2 separate regions of the Mus musculus genome follow, and region 1 is linked to region 2. The links are chromatin contacts, called in public HiChIP or PLAC-seq maps. All regions are on one chromosome and are shown on one strand. The core of a region is the stretch at or near the end of the contact, and the rest is flanking DNA. Distances in the headings are between cores, read along the strand shown. Region 1 has its middle 86 kb from the start of Gata3. Region 2 has its middle 110 kb from the start of Gm13218.

What was found. HiChIP or PLAC-seq counts read pairs in DNA pulled down with a chosen protein or histone mark.
Region 1: a contact with region 2 is called in an H3K27ac HiChIP or PLAC-seq map of the NIH/3T3 cell line, with 2.2 times the contacts expected there. The contact joins two enhancer-like sites. A contact is called at or near these places in 2 of 115 datasets of contacts at active chromatin or transcription factors (the NIH/3T3 cell line and regulatory T cells).

The regions. Positions count from the first base shown.
Region 1 is chr2:9,791,276-9,793,975 of GRCm38.p6, reverse strand. No RefSeq gene overlaps it. Among named protein-coding and RNA genes, the nearest start is that of Gata3, 86 kb to the left of the region's middle. Within about 2 kb of position 1,400, at least 41 of the 459 cell types and tissues checked have an H3K27ac peak or open chromatin away from gene starts, as enhancers often do. A contact at or near this core is called in the NIH/3T3 cell line, where this site is marked.
Region 2 is chr2:9,480,451-9,483,150 of GRCm38.p6, reverse strand. No RefSeq gene overlaps it. Among named protein-coding and RNA genes, the nearest start is that of Gm13218, 110 kb to the left of the region's middle. Within about 2 kb of position 1,255, at least 55 of the 459 cell types and tissues checked have an H3K27ac peak or open chromatin away from gene starts, as enhancers often do. A contact at or near this core is called in the NIH/3T3 cell line, where this site is marked.

The DNA.
Region 1 (2,700 bases), core at 151-2,650, 310 kb before region 2:
ACCTCCCAAGTGCTGGAATTCCCTGTGTTAACTATTGCTGGAATTGCAGGTGTGTATAGCACACCTGCTTGCTCCTGAGTGTAACTCTGTCTCTTTTCATGTTTAATGTCTTTTACTCCCTGCACAGAGCTCAATTGTAATTCTGGTTTCCTTTTCAAGTGTATCCTGTACTTCTTATATCATGTTTTCTTTCCTTCACATATTTACAGACATGTTCTACTGCTGTGTAGGTAGGTATTTGTCGGAGGACATTAGGCTGTGAGCAGTGGTGACCATTGCATTTGACTTCCATGTATTTCTATATACAGATGGCTAATGAGTCCATATCCTAGATCAGAGTGCAGCACCATTTGGATTGATTTGGTTGAGCTGATCCGGTTACCACTCTGTGTTAGGAAAATTGATTCCAAGGAACTGTGTGCTCCTGAAAGCAAGCTAACCAAGTAGCTTGTTAACGCTGAATGGACTTTCTTACATTCAGACTGAGCTGGTAGCCTAGCACTGCATGGTCCAGTGTGTCTAGCTCATCATGTACCCGGGAAGCTTGTCTGACTTGATCAAGGCAGGGTGCTCCATCAACCTCCTGCTGGGCCTCCAGTGAGCAATAAGAAGACACAGTGAGATTTGTTTGTTGTCCATTCCCCCAGAGCCTTAAAAAGGCTGGATGGACATCAGAGGGATCTCAAGAGTATGTGTGAAGCCCAGCACGCAGCTATCTCACACTAATACAAGGAGTCCATCATTATAGAAAGATGAATTAAAATTGGTCGCATCACATCCATGGATTCTGTATCTAAGGGTTCACTTGACTGTGGATCTAAAATTCTGAGAGAAAGAAAGAAAGAGAGAGAGAGAGGGAGGGAAGGAGGGAGGGAGGGAGAGAGAGAGAGAGAGAGAGAGAGAGAGAGAGAGAGAGAGAGAGAGAAAGAAAGAGAAAGAGAGAGAAAGGGAGAGAAAGAGAGAGAAAGGGAGAGAGACAGAAAGGAAGAGAGGCATTTGCACAAATACTCACAGACATTTTCCCCTAGTAATTCTTAAAGAGTATACTGTATTTACATAGCATCTCAGTGTATTAGGTACTGTCAGTCTTCTAGAGATGATAAAGTACTCGAGGAGGATGTATGTAGGAGATCTGTAAATGCCATTCAAGGTGAGGAACTTGAACTTCTCCATATTTCATAGGCATCTCAGTCCATGTTAAAAGACATAGAACCATTTCTACCCATAGTCCTCCTACAGTCAAAAGTCACCCTAGTCTTCTTATCCAGAAAAGTCCTGTGGCAGTCAAAACAGAATTGAACTTGTGGTTTGGAAACTTGGATGCGTGTGAGAATCATGTGGAAAATGGGTTAAAAGATGTATAGTCCCAGGCCCCACCCATGGTGTTGTTCTGAGTCAGTAGCTCTGGGGTGGGGCTGGAGAGCTTGCATTTTAAGCAAGGACTCTAGCAGATCCTGATGTGGGTAGACACAAGTGATTTCTTTGGAAAGAAGAGAAAGAGGCATTTGCACCCAGAGTCACAGTTTATAAACACACAATGCCAGGAACCTCACCCAGTGCTTGTTAGGTCCTGATGTTAGACAGTCCAAGGGCCATGGGCTCTCCTCTCCTCTTGGGGCTAGCCACCATGAGGAGTCTTTGCAGACCTCATCAGGTAACAGACAAGGATAGACTAAGAAAAGTTTTCAAGTCAAGTAGGAGATTTCTGGTAGTAACCAGCTTGCTTTATTGATCTTAACCCACTGAGACCTGGAGTTGAATTCCATGCTGACTTAGTTCTGACTAGCTTGATACCATGCATATGATGAAATAGCCAAATAATTATTTGGTGACTCATTAGCTGTTGGAGAGTCTTATCATATCCTAAAGAGAAAACCCAGGAATAGTGTGCGCTTTGAAGACTGGGGACTTTTTGGGTTGGTGATTTCTCACTTCAAAACATCCCTGGGAAACACTGGGTGTGGTGGACCCAGTTCCTTTAGTACAGAGAATCAGTGATGGCTGTAGGGGCGGGTACAGCTTGGGGTTTCCCCGCTTGCATCCAAAGGAGACAATGGAGCCCCAAGCCAGGTAGAAGTTTAACAATGAAGCTTGAGGGAGAAGAGAGTAGTTTGGGAAGGGAAAGAGTTTACATGGAGAAAACTGGAGGAAAAGCATGGCCAAATAGTCCCTTTGGACTCAGGCATGAGTGGGTAGCAGGTCAGTGTTGTCAGGGAGGTGTGGGAGGCTTGGGTGGATCCTGAGAGGGCAGGAGGCTAGGGAAGCTCATCTGCAAAGGGAGAGGCCACCAATGCCCTCCAGGATGCTCTATAATAGAGAAATTGGTAGAGAAGTACAAAGCCAAGGGGGTGTGTGTGTGTAAGAGAGAGAGAGAGAGAGAGAGAGAGAGAGAGAGATCAAGCTAGTATGTCCCCCTCCTCAGATACTTCCAAGGGGATGTAGGATAGGACATGGGAGAAGAAGGCTAGGAATGCAACAGCTTGTGGCTTTATAACAAACTTATACTTCTACCATGGCAGCCTAGTGTTTCCTTCCTAAGGGAGGAGGAGGAGGAAATTCCACTTGAGTGATCATGTCCATGTGCGACCTTGAGGGAAAAGCTGATAGCTGCTTCTGGGAGCTAGTGACTAAGGACAGGACAGGAGGGGAGGCATGTGTTTTTTAGGATGAATAGCTTCTCCTTGAGGCACCTCTCATCTT
Region 2 (2,700 bases), core at 6-2,505:
AGGAACATGACATAGTGAATGAATGAAGCCACTGCTCTCAGAGTAGGGGAAATTAAGAAGCAGAGAGAAAAATGTGCTCACACTCTGTGGCATTGCCACCTGCATGTGAGGAATCCATAGATTTTCCTTAGGTCTTCACATTTATGAAGTCATGATGTTCTTGCTTGCAGAAATTTTGTCCTAAACCCCAAGGCTAGGTGACTTTAGAAGTGAAACCCAGGGGCCCAGCATCAGAGAGAATTTTGTTCGTACTTTGTCACATGCCCATGAATGACATTTCCTCCCAATTTCACAAGTCTCTAATGGGACTAAATAACTTGTAGAGGGGCCTCTACTACTCTCAGTGGATTTTAAAGGCAAGAAAAAAGTTCTAGGTTTGAATAATTGCATTTTGATGAATGCAAGACTTTCAGGAAATGTGCTGAGCTAGTGGCTATGTGCTTACTGGGGTAAGTAAGTGTGGCAAAGCTTATTGCTACCTTTTCCTTTAGAGCCACCTTTTTCCCAATGCCTTGTCACTCCACCCAGGCCTTTGTTTGTCACCTCTTAAAAAGACCCTCCTTGTCTTCCTATGCTGACTATGACTAGATCCCAACTCCTTTTACCAACAACTTCTGATGACTCTTCATTCTATATTTGGAGTTATATAGAGAAGAGAAGTCAGGGACATGGTTATCATTTTATGCTTATGGGAATCACCTCTTCAGAAACTGGTAATTTCCCAGCCTTCTTGTGACTCTTAGTCTCAAACCAGATCCTTGGTTTCTATTCTGCTTGGTCTGCCACAGGGTGGAGGACCAGCACTGCTTCTGGGTTATAAAGCATGCGCATACAATCCATGCTCCCAAGCCACCAATCCTTCATGGTCACAGGGTCTGAGAGAAGTCACTCACGGTTGTTATAGACAATGAGTGGGGAAGGGATCCTGAGCTACGAAACAGTAGCCATGGGAAAAATGACAGTTTCATTCTCAGGGAGAGCTTTTCAGACGTTTTGTGGTCTTAACCCAAATGTGTGTTGGAGGAAGCCCAATGTGGGAAGGAATCTGGGAAGGAATCCTGATGGAATGCCAAGAGAGGACCCATTCCTAAAGTCACACATGACTGTACACATCTTTGAGCCCATTGGAGACATTTTCAGATGAGGAATTTGACAACTATCAACACTAAGTCGCAGCAGTTTGTTAGACAATGCAGATCCTCCGTCTCCTGACCCTATGGCTCCTTCAGGCTTCAGGTTTTTTTTTTTTTTCCCAAGTGGGAAATATGATCTGTTGAGTAGTCAGGAAAGAATTTCACTGGCAAGTCCCTATTACTCATTTCCCTGGACTAAGATACAAATAAATAGTGTAAGCCTTTTTTGTAAGAAAGGAAACATGTTCTTCTAGTGCTGAAAGCCTAGGATTGCTTTTGAAGGACTTTATTTTCTATATCCAGAAGGACTGCTATTCATCCATCCATCCATCCATCGATCCATCCATCCTCCTCCTCTCCCTCCTCCCTGTCTTCCTCCCCCTAGTTATGGAGCCCTAGCTGGCCTCCAGATCAGTCCTCCTGCTCCAGCTCCCTAAGTGTATTCTCTGTTGGATAGTAGACTTTTAATGCCAGGTTTTAGAAGGTAAGGATAAGGGTCTATCTTGTTAAATGGATTGCTTTATTCAATTTCCTAGTATAGAATGTTAATAGTCATTGTCAACAACTAACTTTTAGGATGTTTCATTGTTAGACTCCCACTTTTCAAGAATTTATCATTGTAATTATCATTATTGGCTTTGTTATTATTAATTATTCTTTCTACTGACAATTATCAGGACCACAGTATCTTCACTGAATATTCTTATATTTTAGCATCTTATTCTGCTCCCTGTCCATATGACACCCACTTGAGCTGTTAAGAGAATACCCTACCAACAAACAATGTCCTATCTCACTCCCCTCACCTAAAAGTCTGCCATCCACGGTGGCATTGGAGGGGATAGTTCAGCAATGAAGAATGTGAATCAATCTTCCAGAAGACCATATTCAGTTCCAAGTATGGAACTGGGTGTCAAATGGCTACAAATGTTTATAACTGTAGCTCCAGGGAATAGATGCCTTCTGCACTAAAGCCTATGTGTTTCCTCCATAAATACTCACATATGCATGTAATTAAAACTAGTAAATAGATATCCCAGTCTAGTGAATCAGCTCTTGGCAGCATTATTTTTTGGTCAAGTTCCTTTACATTCTAGTATTGTGTTTCACTTAGGTTTGACTAAGTAATGAAATCTATAAATTTTGTCAGGACCACAGTATCTTCTCTGAGTATTCTTATATTCTAAGATCTTTTGCTCCCAGTCAATCATTTGCAGCTATTAACACTCACTTGAACTGTTAAGAGAATATCCTATCAAAAAACAGTGTCTAGGTTATGTAATCAAATCTATAAACTTCTAGCTTGGAAGTCCTGAATATTTCTCCCTCTAAAAATCCTACACTTAACTTTATCGTAAGGAATTAATTTCTGAAGAATATAACTTTGTTTTCTATATACACAAATAATTTTTACTCTACCTTCACATCTTACAGAGGTCATTATCTTTAAGTGCAGGTAGTATGTCTAAATTTCTACTTTTTTGACTGCACTTTCATTGTGTTAATATAAGTGATTTCTGTGCCACAACATTATAATATGTAGGAATAATAATAGAGATGTTGAATC